2 separate regions of the Mus musculus genome follow, and region 2 is linked to region 1. The links are chromatin contacts, called in public HiChIP or PLAC-seq maps. All regions are on one chromosome and are shown on one strand. Each heading gives the region's core, a stretch centred on a gene start, on an enhancer-like site or on the middle of the called end of the contact. The rest is flanking DNA. Distances are from core to core; before and after follow the strand shown. Region 1 has its middle 22 kb from the start of Gm52860. Region 2 holds the start of Dennd2a (DENN/MADD domain containing 2A).

What was found. HiChIP or PLAC-seq counts read pairs in DNA pulled down with a chosen protein or histone mark.
Region 2: a contact with region 1 is called in an H3K27ac HiChIP or PLAC-seq map of embryonic stem cells, with 20 read pairs. The contact joins the promoter of Dennd2a here to the enhancer-like site in region 1. A contact is called at or near these places in 13 of 39 promoter capture datasets (the HPC-7 cell line, the SN4741 cell line, cranial neural crest and 7 more), 2 of 15 datasets of contacts at CTCF or cohesin (CD8 T cells and the NIH/3T3 cell line), 14 of 484 Hi-C or Micro-C datasets (Kupffer cells, bone marrow-derived macrophages, cerebral cortex and 8 more), 31 of 115 datasets of contacts at active chromatin or transcription factors (the NIH/3T3 cell line, VIP interneurons, bone marrow-derived macrophages and 16 more) and 5 of 9 other capture datasets (adipose tissue, bone marrow-derived macrophages, embryonic stem cells and 2 more).

The regions. Positions count from the first base shown.
Region 1 is chr6:39,444,330-39,451,559 of GRCm38.p6, forward strand. No RefSeq gene overlaps it. Among named protein-coding and RNA genes, the nearest start is that of Gm52860, 22 kb to the right of the region's middle. Within about 2 kb of position 1,977, at least 105 of the 459 cell types and tissues checked have an H3K27ac peak or open chromatin away from gene starts, as enhancers often do. A contact at or near this core is called in the NIH/3T3 cell line, bone marrow-derived macrophages, cerebral cortex and 7 more, where this site is marked.
Region 2 is chr6:39,552,552-39,559,491 of GRCm38.p6, forward strand. Dennd2a (DENN/MADD domain containing 2A) reads right to left here and starts at 5,283. Exons shown (of 19, transcript NM_172477.4): 1 at 5,024-5,283.

The DNA.
Region 1 (7,230 bases), core at 727-3,226:
ATGAGAACATCAGGTAGGCGGGTCACAGCAAAGCATGGGGACCTCTGCAATAGTCCATACATAGTGCTGTCTGATGACCTTCTTAGCTTTTGTATTGGTAGAAAGCTAATGGTCTGTTTATAAACTCAGAAGAGATTTATCTCATAACCATGGGATGGAGATAGGCAAATACAGAGGGGATTATTAATGGCTATTAAGAAGCTAAAGATGGGCTGGAGAGATGGCTCAGCTGGTAGGAGCACTGACTGCTCTTCTGAAGGTCCTGAGTTCAAATCCTAGCAACCACATGGTGGCTCACAACCATCCATAATGAGATCTGAGGCCCTCTTATGGGGTGTCTGAAGAGAGCTACAATGTACTTACATATAATAAATAACTAGATTTAAAAAAAAAAAAGAAGAAGAAGCTAAAGATAGGGGGCTGCAGAGGTTACTCAGTGGTCAAGAGCAATGGCTGTTTTCCTAGAGGTCCTGAGTTCAATTCCCAACAACATTGGGGCTCACAACCATCTGTAATGGGATCTGATGCTCTCTTCTGGTGTGCACTCATATACACAAAATAAATAAATAAATCTTTTAAAAAATAAGCTAAAGATAGTCCACAATAATTTGGTTCCAGATTTCTAACATTCCAGTTCACCACAAACCATGGGTGTTCTAGGCAATGAGCCTCCGAGACTCTTTAACACAGGGGCAGCTCCCTGCTTTCTTCCCAAGCTTGGAACTTTATCCCTGGCTGAACTCAGATAGTGGTGCTTGTTTTCAGCAAGGGATGCAGGGCATCCTTGCCACATCCTAAAAGAAGTTTGGGACCAGGTATGTTGGTGCATGCTTTTAATTTTTTTGTTTTGTTTTTTGAGACAGGGTTTCTCTGTGTAGCCCTGGCTGTCCTGGAACTCACTTTGTAGACCAGGCTGGCCTCGAACTCAGAAATCCACCTGCCTCTGCCTCCCAAGTGCTGGGATTAATTTTTAATTATAACAATTATAGCACTAGGAGGCACTGGTAGGTCAAATTTAAGGACAGCCTGATCTACATAGTGAGTTCTAGGCCAGCCAAGGACTATACAGTGGTAGTCTGTCATTTAAAAAAAAAAAAAAAAAAAAAAAAGAAAAAAGAAAGTAGAAAGCAGTGATCTGGGATTTATTCCTTTTCAATGTGATCACCGAAAATTGTGAAATGCAGCCAGGTGTGATGGCACATGCCTTTAATCCCAGTACTCAGGGAGGCAAAGATAGGTCTCTGAGCTTAAAGCCAGCCTGGGCTACAAAATCGAGTCTCAGGACAGCCAGGGCTACACAGAGAAACCCTGTACTTTAAAACCGAACCAAACCAAACCAACCAACCAACCAAAGTGAAATCATTGAAACCTTCCAAGTTCAAATTTAGCGTCTTAGAATGAGATCTAAGTTTAGATTAAGGGCTAAATAAGTGTTAGCATTCCTTTTAGGCTCTACTCCACCATACCGCACCTGTACCAAACACAGCTCCAGTCAAGTCTCCTTCCATAAGGTAGTTTGACTTTTTTTTTTTTTTTCATTGCAGCTTTGAGCAATCTCCCCTCCTGCTGGTTCCTCGCTTCGCCTGAGCTCCGTGGGAGGAATTCCAATCTCTTTGCGGTCCATTATTCCAATTGATTTCAATTCTATTGATAGTCAGATTGAGAGACTCAGGTGCCTCTTTTGAATATCTTCTTTTGTTGGGGCCGCACACCCTGAGAGGTGGTGGAAGTCTGAGTTAGACTTTAGCCTGATCTACATAGCAAGTTCCGGGACATGCAAGGACTACACAAAAAACAAAACAAAACAAAAACAAACTAAAAAGGCTTTTAACCTGAAGCCTCCACCCAGTTCCGGAGAGTAGAACAAAAAAAAAAAAAAAAAAAAAAAAAAAAGGGAGCTCCTTAATCCTCTTGAAAACAAAGGGAGCTGCGAATGATCAACTGTGCCTGGGTCACCCATAGAGACCAAGATCCGCCAGATAGTCGAGCTCTGCCGCTAACCAGACACAGCCGCGCAGAAGGGGCTTTGAGCAGAGGAACTGGGCAGTGCACGGACAGATCACAGGCGATTTCCTGGTTGAGCCAGGGAATAAGAATAGAGGGTCGGACCCTCTGTTGGCTGAGCCTGTGGAGTCACGGAGAATTATGCAAGCTTTTCGAGAGGTCCTGGGTTCAATTCTTAGCAACCACTGGGTGGCTCACAACCCTCTATAATGGGATCTGGTGCCCTCTTCTGGGGTGCGGGCATATATGTATGGGAGCACTGTGTACTATATATATTATATGAACAGGAAAAAAAAACCCATAGAACAAGTATCATGGCTCTCTCTTTTTTCTTTTCTTTTTTTTTTTTTACTTTTTCGAGACAGGGTTTCTCTGTGTAGCCCTGGCTGTCCTGGAACTCACTTTGTAGAACAGGCTAGCCTCGAACTCAGCCACGCCCGGCTCTCCCTTTTCTCTTTCTCTCTCTCTCTCTCTCTCTCTCTCTCTCTCTCTCTATATATATATATATATATATATATATATATATATACATATATATATATATATATATATATATTTTTTTTTTTTTTTTTTTTTAAGAGACAGGATCTCACTACAGCAGCCTTTAGTTAGCTGGTCTGGAACTCTCTGTAGGGACCCATCAGGCCTTGCCCTTGCCAGGGTTAGGATCAAAGGAATGTGACACCATCCCCCACCTCTGTAATTCTTAATAAAGCTTGCTCTGCACACTCCAACAAGAGCCTGTGACAAAGAAACTCAGCTATTCTCTCAGGTTGAGCTTCAGTGACCCAAAGTCCCTAGATCAGACACAACTGTTTGGAGAAGAGTCCCATCATCCTATTAAAAAAAAAAAGACCCATGTCACTGGTCACTGGAATTATTAACATGCATCATCACGCCTGGGCCTGGTCTCCGCAGTGCTGGAGATCAAACCCAGGCCTTCACGCATGCTCTGCAAGCCCATTATCAACTTAGCACAAACAAGTCACTTCATTTCAATATTTTACGAAATATTTAATAGTCCCCAAAATACTATTTTAATAGGTCTTAAATTTTTATTTATTTTTATGTGAATGCATGTTTATTTATTTATTTATTTTTATGTGTATGTGTGTTTTTTGCCTGCATGTATTGTCTGTGCACCATATGCTTCCAAGGTAGCAGCAGAGGCGAGAAGAGGACATCTGATCCCCTGGGACAGGAATTACAGACTGTTGTTACCTGTCACTTGGGTCCAGGGAACTGAATCCAAATCATCTCCCAGATCCTTTGTAAGAGTAGCCAGCACTAAACTGCTGAGTCATCTTTCTAGTCCTGCAACCCATTTCTAAAAAAAAAAAAAAAAAAAGAAAAAAGAACAATTTTATAAAAAAGAGGAAATATGGAAATGTTCTCCCTACCAGGCACCAGGCACATTTCTCCTCTTGCTGAACTAAGTTGTTGTGTAACTTTTTCTGATGTGACAAACATCTATTATCTCAGGTATCACACTGTCAAGAGACCAAAGGAACCTTTCTATCCAAGTCTGGCTTAGTTTCCTGGGGTGAGTTTCAGCAGTGTGGGTGAGGGCTTCCTTATAGGGATGTGGGTGAATGGGAACACGGAGGAGAATGACTCAAAGTCAGCTGCATCACTGAAAAGCCTGCCCCATCATCCCAGTGCACTGGTGACTCACACACGCTGCCTCCTGAAGCTCCCTGCATGACTCGTAGGCAGCTCAGCTTGCTGGAGAAGCTCTCCTCCACTGGAGTTGTTACTGTAACAACTAGAGGAAATAACAAAACAACAGCAAGGATTGTAGCCCTTTCTTTCCCCTAGCAGGCTTTCTTAGGAACAGTTAATTTTGGGAAGATCATTGTTTTAGCTCTGTAGAGCACCGGACCATAGTAAGCAGAGTCCCAGACTATATTGGTTTGGCTTCATACCTGGAACAAGGAATTGAGATGTATATTTTACATATCAAAGCAGACCTGGCCTCCAGGTTCTCCCAGCATCCCTCAGTTCCTTCCTGGCATACCCTGTCCCCAACCCTGAACTTCCCAGGCCAGGGCATGGTCGTCTGCCATTTTCTCAGAGGTTCTTCCCTGTATAATCCAGACAGGCAGGCTCTGGCTTTCTCTCTCTCTCTCTCTCTCTCTCTCTCTCTCTCTCTCTCTCTCTCTCTCTCTCTCTCTCCTCTCTGCACATGTGCTCTTTCTTTCTCTTCTCCGTCCCCTCTCTTTCCCTTCTCATGGTGACATCCCTGGCCTCAGTCCTAAGGGCCAGTGAAGTCACCCAGCTGAGAGTAGTTTCTCAATAAACCTGCATTTAATATAATCTAATCTGGTTTGAATTGGCTCATTTCACTGGCGGAGAAATAACTTCTCAGTACTAGAGAGCTGTGTATAGTCCGTCCCATCAGAACGTGTAGGTCAGCACGTGCTGACATACTTCATGTTGTCCCACTGGCAGATATACTCACTCTGCAAAGCACAAGGAGCTGCAGAGGCCAGCACTTCAAAATTGGGAACTCTTGGTCATGGTACATCCATAAATCTGGGTTGTTGAGCACAGTCAGGGTGTGTCCATCTTGCCTATGTGGCCCACAACAGCAATCATGCACAGGTTAAAAGGCTTAGGAACCTGTCGGGCAGTGGTGGCACACGCCTTTAATCCCAGCACTTGGGAGGCAGAGGCAGGTGGATTTCTGAGTTCCAGGACAGCCAGGGCTACACAGAGAAACTCTGTCTTGAAAGAAAAACAAACAAACAAACAAACAAACAAACAAACAAAACAAAACAAAACCCAAACAAACAAAAACAAAAACCCTGGGAACCCTCATCACAATGCGTGGCTTGTCCGGCACAAATGAGGACCTCGTATTTTTTGGATGAAGAGTTAGAGCATCTTAAAGCTTTCTGATACTGTTGCTGCCTCTGATACATTGTTTCGCTCTCATAATAAAACCAACTCAAGCCCACAAAACACCCTGCTGCAACTAATGTTTAATCCGGTGCCAGCAGGTCTGCAAGTCTTCACTGCTTTCCCCAAATTTCACTTTTATTAAAAGGTTTCTGAGCCTGGCAGTGGTAGGATATGCCTTTAATTCCAGTACACGGAGGCAGAGGCCGGGGGATTTCTGTGAGTTCGAGGCTATCCTTGTGTACAGAGCAAGTTCCAGGACAGATAAAGCTACACAGATAAACCCTGTCTCGAAACAAACAAAAAAGGGTTTCTATAAAAAGGAGGGGAAAGCATTTGTCTCTTCTCTTTGAAGTCCGGGGGTTTCTCAGAATAGGGATTGTTACATCAGCCAAATGTCCATCCTCTGTCAGGTTAATTAGAGCAGATACAGAATAAGACACACAATTGTGATGGTTCTTGTCTGTGATTCCATAGGATTGTGTCTTATAGGTGTCTGTACACTAGAGAGCTGAACAAACATGTTTATTAGAAAGGGAAACGTCCATGGGCGGAAGCACAATGAATTCCAGAGAGGATACAGTTGAGTGGCAAGTACAGTGTGCTTTTAAACAGTCACACAGCAACGAGAGCAACAGTGGGGAAAGGATGGCGGCTTCTGATGCAAAGGATGGCTGATTACTTCCAGGCTCTAGAACGCTGCCATAAACCAATACAGGTCATCAAGCAGGGAGACTTTGCTCCACAGGGTCTGGAAGGCAGAAGGCTTTGATCCCCAGAGCATATGCAGCTGAGATGGGCAGGGTCTTGCTGGGACTGGACCCTAAGTTCCATTGTCTCTGAGAAGTTATTTCTCTTCTGGTGAAATGAGCCAATTCAAATCAGATTAGATTATAATAAATGTAGGTTTATTGGGAAGCTGCTCTCAGCTGGGTGAGTTCACTGGCCCTGAAGACTGAGGCAAGGGAAATTGCCATGGGGAGGGAGAGGGGAGAGAGAAAGAGCTTGCAGGCAGACAGAGGGAGAGGGGAGAGGGGAGGGGAGAGAAAAGGGGAGAGGGAAGAGGGGAGAGGGGAGAGAGGAGAGGGGAGGGGGAGAGAGGAAGAGAGAGGGAGAGAAAGAAGGAGGGAAGGAGAGAGAGAGAAAGAGGGAGGAAGAGAGAGAGAGACAGAGACAGACAGAGAGACAGAGAGAGAAAACTGGACCAGGCTGGCTTCAAACTCAGAGATCTCTCTGCCTCTCCCTCCCAAGTGCTGGGATCAAAGGTTTACACTACTGCTTGGCCACTACAGGCTCACATAATTCTACACTAATAGTAGTAGGAATCTAAACAATTTACTCAAATTCAAATGCAAGCCAAGAATGATGGATTATTTTTTGAGAAAGGGACTCAGATAACTCAGTCTGACCTTGACCTCATTCTGAGACTGAAGGTGGCTTTGAACTCCTGCCCTTTCCTGATCCACCTACCAGTTCCTGGGGTGACAGACATGTACCACCATACCACAGCCAAGAATCTTAAATTTTCTCCCATTACAAAGACAATACCCCAAAAGGTATGTAAGCCTTGGAGAGCCAAAGTCATTTATCATAGGTCAACTACTACTTCAAGGAGATTCACCATGAGTCCACATGGCTTCACACTCAAACGGGAGAATAAAGAGTAAACTGAGCCGGGCGTGGTGGTGCACGCCTTTAATCCCAGCACTTGGGAGGCAGAGGCAGGCAGATTTCTGAGTTGGAGGCCAGCCTGGTCTACAGAGTGAGTTCCAAGACAGACAGGGCTACACAGAGAAACCCTGTCTTGAAAAAACAAAAAACAAAAAAACAAAAAACAAAAAAACAAAAAACAAAAAGAAAGAAAGGATTGGCATACCCTTATATTAAAGAGATGGCTCAGAGGTTAAAAACACTGGCTGCTCTTCCAGAGGACCTGAGTTCAATTCCAACAACCACATGATGGCTCTCAGCCATCTCTAATGAGATCTGGCACCCTCTTCTGGCCAGTAGGCATACGTGCAGACAGCACACTGTATGCATAATAAATAAACACATCTTTTAAAGAAATTAACAGGAAAGGAGCTAGTTGGCATAGGAAGACTGGAAACTCTTCCCTAGTGGGGCTACACACAGCAAACAGAGCATGCTCAAGAGAAGCTTATGTTCCACAAAGGTGGGCGAGGCAGGTGCGATAGAGATGACCTATAAAGAGTTATGAGGCTTGTGACATTTTTATGTGTATATCACATACCCATGTGGAGGTGAACTTTCACGAGTCAATTTGCTCTTTCCACCACGTGGATCCCAGGGATTGTGTCAGGTGAT
Region 2 (6,940 bases), core at 4,033-6,532, 110 kb after region 1:
GTGCAGGCAGGTCTAGCAGCCTCTCTGCTACGGCTTGAGAGAAGACCTTCAACAGAGCCTGGGCTGGCCTCTGGATTCTGAGGAGACCGGAGGTTCTGGCTGTGAAAAGGTTCATACATGAACACTTGAGGCTGCTGGCTGGGCCCAAGGCTGTGTCCCTAGTGCTACAGAGGGACAAGAATGTGGACTGAGGGCTGGAGAGATGACTCAGTGGTTAAGAGAACTGACTGCTCTTCAAGAGGTCCTGAGCTCAATTCCCAGCATCCATCTGTAACAGGATCCAAGGTCCTCTTCCGGTATGTCTAAAGACAGCTACAATGTACTCATCTCATATATATATATATATGTATATATATATATATATATATATACATATATATATAATAAATCAAATCTTTAAAAAAATAGAATGTGGGCTGAGAGGTGGCTAAGGAAACAGTAAGATCTCACAGCTTGAAAAGTGTGTGACTGTCAGCCATTTCACATCAGAAGATCATTTCACTAGTATCCAAGGTAGACTCAGGGAAGGAACCCCCGACCCCCAGCCTTGAACAAGGTAACCACCAGAGCGATACAGAAGGGTCTGTATAGACTTAGAGGTGAAACAGCAACCAAGAGCTACACAGAGACTGTGGGACACACAGCCCCAAGCAGGGTCAGCCTGGGCTACTTGGTACCTGTGATATAACCCATATGTTCCCTGAGTCCTTTTGGAACCCAAGGTTTATCTGCGTTCTGGGGAGGAGCCAAAAGCTTCGACTTTGAAACTTAAACTCATCTGGAGACCACCCTCTCCCCACCCCTCCCCCCACCCCCACCCCTAAGAAACCAAACCAACTAAACAAGCAAAAAGTACCTGACACTCAGAGACCACTATCACAGACTGTTTTGTTTTGTTTCTTTAACTGGTACAAAAGGTGAAATGGGAACACCAGCTATTTTTTAAAATAATAGCTGGAGAGGTAGCTCAGTGGTTAAAAGCACTGTCTGCTCTTCCAGAGGTCCTGAGTTCAAATCCCAGCAACCACATGGTGGCTCACAACCATCTGTAATGGGATCTGATGCCCTCACATACATAAAATAAATAAGTTAATCTTTAAAACAATCTCCTTCCCTCGGCCTGGGGATGTAGCTTAGTGGTAGGGTGCTTATCTTCTATACATATCAATCCCTGCATTTGACTTTGGTACCACAAAACAACCCCTCCTCCCCAAAAATGTCCCTCTCCGGCACTTACATATACATCCTAAGGTGTAAGACAAGTTTAAAATATTTAGAAATGTGAGACAGGCGTGGTGGGACACACCTGTAACTCACCCCTCGGAGGACTGTGGTGGTTCAGGTGAAATGTGCCCCATAAGTCTTGGGCATTTGAATAATCAGTCCCCAGTTGGTGGAGGGGATTAGGAAGTATGGCTTTACTGTGGAAAGAACACCACTGAAGGTGGCCTTTGAGGTTTCAAAAGTCTCACACCATTTTGGGTTAGCTCTTGCTTCCCGTCTGTGGCTTGAGATGTGAGCCCCCAGCTGGGTTCTCCAGCGACTGCCACAACTGGTTTGCTGTATTGGACTCCAACCACTGGAACCATTAGCTCCAAATAAACTCTTTCTTCTATACGTTGCCACGGTCATGGTGTTTTATCAAAGCGATAGAAAAAGCACTAATACAGAAGGCTGAGGAAAAGGACCAGTAAGGCTCTGCATGCTGATACACTGTCTCATAGTCAAAGAGGCAAAGAAACTTAACGGGGCACAGAGTGCCGGGGAGATAGCTCAGCAGTTAAGAGTACCAGCTGCTCTTCCAGAGGACTCAGGTTTGATTCCCGGCATCCACATGGCAGTTCACACTCATCTGTAACTCCAGTTTCAGGAGATCCAATCCTCTTCTCTGTCCTCTACGACTGCCAGGCTTACGCGTGGTACATGGACACACACGCAGGCAAACACCCATACACATGGAAGTTTCAAACAAATGAAAGGAAGAGAGAGAAAAGACATGTGATGGAGAGAGCAGAACCCACACTTCCTCAATGCCAATAACGTGAGATCTGTCATGAAGCTTACAGGGCTCAATAACAAGGCTGTGGCCACGGACTCTGCAGGCTGTCAGCCTCGGGCGGATGTCAGCGGGAAGGGTCACTAAGAAACCTGTGCACGCTGTGTAGGACTTCCCAGCTCATTCTTTCTGAAACTTCACCTTGTGCAAACAGCACCCCCATGGTTGGGACCTCTCTTGGGCAGAGGAGTTCAGATCTGCTGAATCCTGCCCTCCCCTTTAGATTCAGACCCAGAATTAAGGCCGGAGGGCAGAGGATCTGGGCCGCATCAATCAGGAAGGAAACCGAAATGCTGCTCTCAAGGCTACACCCCAGCTGACACTCCACCCTGACCAAATCCAGACTGTTCTCGTGTTTTCTCTCTCTCTCTCTCTCTCTCCCTCTCTCTCTCTCTGCCTTATCTGTGTTTATCATTTTGTTTACGTATGAGGACTTTATTTTTCCCCCTCTGTCGCTCTCTACTCTTTACATGAAGTTCCTCTGATGAACTCCCAGTTGAGTTCAATTCCAGGAAAAAATTTGTTCTGAAAGTTCATTTGTATGCTTTCTGTTGTCCCCAGTCCAAAGCTATGCAATCTAGTGCATTTTTTGTTTGTTCCTAAGCTGCCAGAAAACTGGAAGCCAAGTTCATTGTCCAAGTGCTGTAATCTGCTCCATTCACGCCATTCAAAATGTCGCCCCTCTTCTGCCCTCTCCTGCTGAACATCTCTGGCGTTGGTTTTAGTTTAAGTAACCTCATCCCGTGCCCACACCCATCACCCTTGCCTACTTTTCAACCTCCAGACCCCATCCATTTCTCTTGCCTTACCACTGCCATGCAACAGGGCTGCAAAGCCTGGGTCTCACTGGCCTCAAGGCCAGAGTGAGCTTTCTAAAACACAAAGCCGGTCCATCATTCCTACTCAGAGGAACTCCTCCTTCCACATTCCACCTTGCCCTGCCTTGCTGAGACAGACAACAGACAGACAGACAGACGCATGCACAATGGAGGCGGCAGGAAGAAAGGGAGAGGCTCTGACTCCATGCTGCAGACACACGGGTTCTCCCCCATGCCTGCCTCTCTGGCCTTTGGGTGACTTTGCTGTCTCCTCTGTCCCAGATAACCTTCCCTGCACTTTCATGGTGGAGTGACTCCCAGGGCATCCACAGGCATCCTCTCTGGATTCTCCTGGTTCTACAGCATACAGCATGAATAGCCAGGCCAGACTGGAATGGTAGCTTCTGGTACCAACATGTCCCCAGTCACCAGCACGCAGACCCATTTATATGAGTGAAGTAAGACCTGGCAGGTGCATCTTCCAGAATGAACATCCAGACACGAAGCTCTCTGCCAGTCCCTTATTACCATCCCTTACAGTCTCTGAGGAATGGCAAGTTGGCTCAGCCTGATGTCCTGAAAGTTCAATCCTGACCACCCACACGATGGGAGGGCAGAACTGACTCCTACAAATTGTCTTCTGATCTACATACATGACTAGTAGCACATACACAATAAATAAAAATGCAATAAAATTATTTTAATTTAAAAAATAGTCTCAGAGCTGGAGACATAGCTTAGTTGGTAGAGAACTTACTGAGCAAGCAGGAAGCCCCAGGTTTGACCCCAGACATCTCATAAAGGTTTGTGCCACACTCCCGTAATTCTAGTGTTTTGGAGGTAGACTCAGGGACTAGAGAGATGGCTCATCAGTTAAGAGCACGAGCTCGGGCTGCTCTTCCAGAGGACCTGGGTTCAATTCCTAGCACTCACATAGCAGCCCACAACTGTGTGTAACTAACTCCAGTCCTAGAGGATAGGCACTAGAGCGGCCGTGGGCACTGCATGAACATGGTGTACAGACATACATTCAGGGAAACTCATAAAGATATAGTACATTTAAAAAAATTAATTCAAAATCAAGTTCAAGGTCTGTCTAAGCTACCTGAGACCCTGCCTCAAACAAACAAGTCCCTGAACTGAGCCTGCCTGCCTACCAGTAATCCTGAATTTAGAGAGTTAAGACAAAAGGGAGGACTTTAAGTTTGAGGCCAGCCTGGGTCACATACTGAGACCCTGTCTCAAATAAATAAACTGTCTGTTTCTGTTTGCCTTCTGCTTCCTCTCTGAATCTCCAACTCTCTCCTCTGTGGTCCATTCCCTAAAGAGCCTATTCAACTCTTCAGGTGTTTGGTACTGAAGGAGAAAGGCTTTTCTATAGTAACCACAGCAGGTGCAAGTGTTTCATAACAAATTACTGTAAAGTGCCTATTATAACACTATTACCACACTCCACAATTACCTGTCTTTTGGGGAGCTATAGTCACAACCCTGAAAGCCATCAGAGCACCCGGCCAGAAGTCAGCCTGCTCCTTCCTCAGCAGGCTGGTTAAATTAGGGTCCCAGCTCTCTCCTTGTTCCAATCCAGGGCCAAAGGAAGGCACTCCTTAGCTTCCTGTGTCTGCCCCTCACTACAGGATTCCGGGCGCTGAGCTCCCTCTGGCTCAGTGGTCTGACTCCATATCACAGTGACTCTCCTGCACAGGACTATATCCTGTGTGGTTAAGAGACTTACCCTGGGCTCCATCTACTCCCAACTCCATCCTTGGGGAGGAAAGTGGGAGAAGTAAACTTCAACGTACCCCACTTTCCACCACGACAAATCCCGACTAGAGCCGCCTGGACTCCCCCACCCCAGCGTACACACTCGGTCTCACACGCGCGTACTCACTCACAGCCGCCCGGGAGCTCCGGCACAGCGCAGGGCCGGGCTCTGCCCAGTTTCTGCAAGTTTCTTCGGCCCTGAAGTTAGCCCGACCCGGGAAAGAGCTGTGGATCGCTTCCTGCGCGGGTCCCCAGGGCCCCGCTGAAGCGTCCCCAGCGCCGCCTGCGAGGAGCCCCGGCTTGCGCCTGCAGTCTCCTCGTCGCCCCCGCGCGTACCCTCCCGGGTCTCCCCCGAGGTCGCCCGCACTCCGGCGCCCAGCCCTACCTCTCTACGGGCGTCGGCTCCGCGGGTTCTGGGGCGCAACTCGCGGTCGCCCGGGGCAGGGGCGGCGGGGGCCTGGGGCGCCATGGCCCGCTGCCCTCCGCGCCTTTGTCCGCGCGGCCTCCCCCGGCCGCCGCGAGCCCCTCGGGTCCCCGCCGCGCGCGCTCCCGTCCGGTCCCCGCCGCCTCCGGCCTCGGAGGCGTGCTGCGTCTCCTCTGGCCTCCCGCGCGCGCGGCCCCTTCCTCTGCCCTGGGCTGCGCCGCGACCGTCTGCAGTGACGCGCGCCCCCTCCTCCCGACCCATCCCGCGGCTCCAGTGAGCTAATCCGCAGCTGGCGGGCGCCCGGCCGGTTGCCACAGCAACCACTCTCCCAGGGCCCGCCGCCGAGGGGAGCCACGGTAAACAGGACCTTCTGCCGCACTCACTCGCCCCCTCGCCTTTCGAGGGGTGGGGGAGACGGTGGCTTAACCTTTTCTGTGCTGAAGATCGCCGAACCGGTTCTCTGCTACCCCGACTGAGGTCCATTCTTGAGATGCGCTTAGCCAGGGGCCGAGAACCAGATTTAGACAGCACCAAAGCCGTAGCCACACTCCCTGCCCTTGCTTTGTTTCTGAGCAGTTAGGGTGGACGCCTCAGGCAGAATTGGGCTCCACATTTGCCCCCAAGCAACTGACAGTCATGAGATAGGCCTTCGAGGCCCAGTTTGCCCATAAGCAACAACTCACAGTCATGAGACAAGCTATTTGGACCCAAGGGTCCATATTTGCCCCTAAGCAACTCAGGAGCCTGGGCCATAAGGATCCAGGGGCCCACCTCCCTACAGAAGGGTACAGAATGGGTCCCAAGCCCTGGTCAGGAAAAGTGATCAGAGAACTGGCTTTCTACAGCACACCGGTCCCACGGTCCCACGGTTCCACGGTCCCACGGTCCCACGTACACAGGGTGCAGTCAAAGCACTCACACAGGAGGTTTTTAAGACAGTAGGATTGCCAAATTGGGGGGCTGGTGAGATGGCTCAGTGGGTAAGAGCACCCGACTGCTCTTCCAAAGGTCCAGAGTTCAAATCCCAGCAACCACATGGTGGCTCACAACCATCCGTAATGAGATCTGACTCCCTCTTCTGGAGTGTCTGAAGACAGCTACAGTGTACTTACATATAATAAATAAATAAATCTTAAAAAAAAAAAAAAAAAAAGGATTGCCAAATTGGAGTCCACTTGAAAATGCTGTGGGGGCCTTAAGGGAGCCAACACAGGCTGGGGCATTCTCTGGGGCTTTGGTGACCAGCGATAGTGAATCAGTTATAGAAGGTGGAGAAACAGGGCAAGAAAAGACAGCCTGAAAAGAGGGAAGAGTGTGACTGGTGTTGTGGGGGTGTCACATTATGGTATTTGGGGGACCCTTAAGTGGGAGGGAATAAGGATCGATGGGTAGGCCTGGAGGGATTCAAGTGGCCTGGGCAGAATTTGAATATTATGCTAAAGGCAAAGGGGTCCAAGCAGAGAAACACCAGATGCTAAGTGCTCAGGCCTGACAGTGACAATTTATCTGCCCTGAGGGTAGGTGCCAGCCAGTCTCCTTCCTGGCTATTAGAGACCTTCAAGAGTAGCCTAATGGCCTAAAGCTTAGGTTGGGGTGGCCAGTTGGGGGTGGGATAGGTACAGACCCAGAGTCTTACAACTTCACAAAGTGGGTCCTCAGAAGAAAACTAGAGCTTCATATAAAGAGGAAACCAGGCGAGGCATGTCTGTAACCCAACACTCAGGAGACTGAGGCAGGAGATCTCTAGTCTGTGTGCAGGGGGTGAGGTATGGTAATGAGAGTGGACTTCAGACACCAGGGAACTGGGACTTAAAGTTCCAGGCGAAACAAAGTTGCATGTCCTTCATAGTTGAGGGGTTTGCTCATTGCAGGAGATCG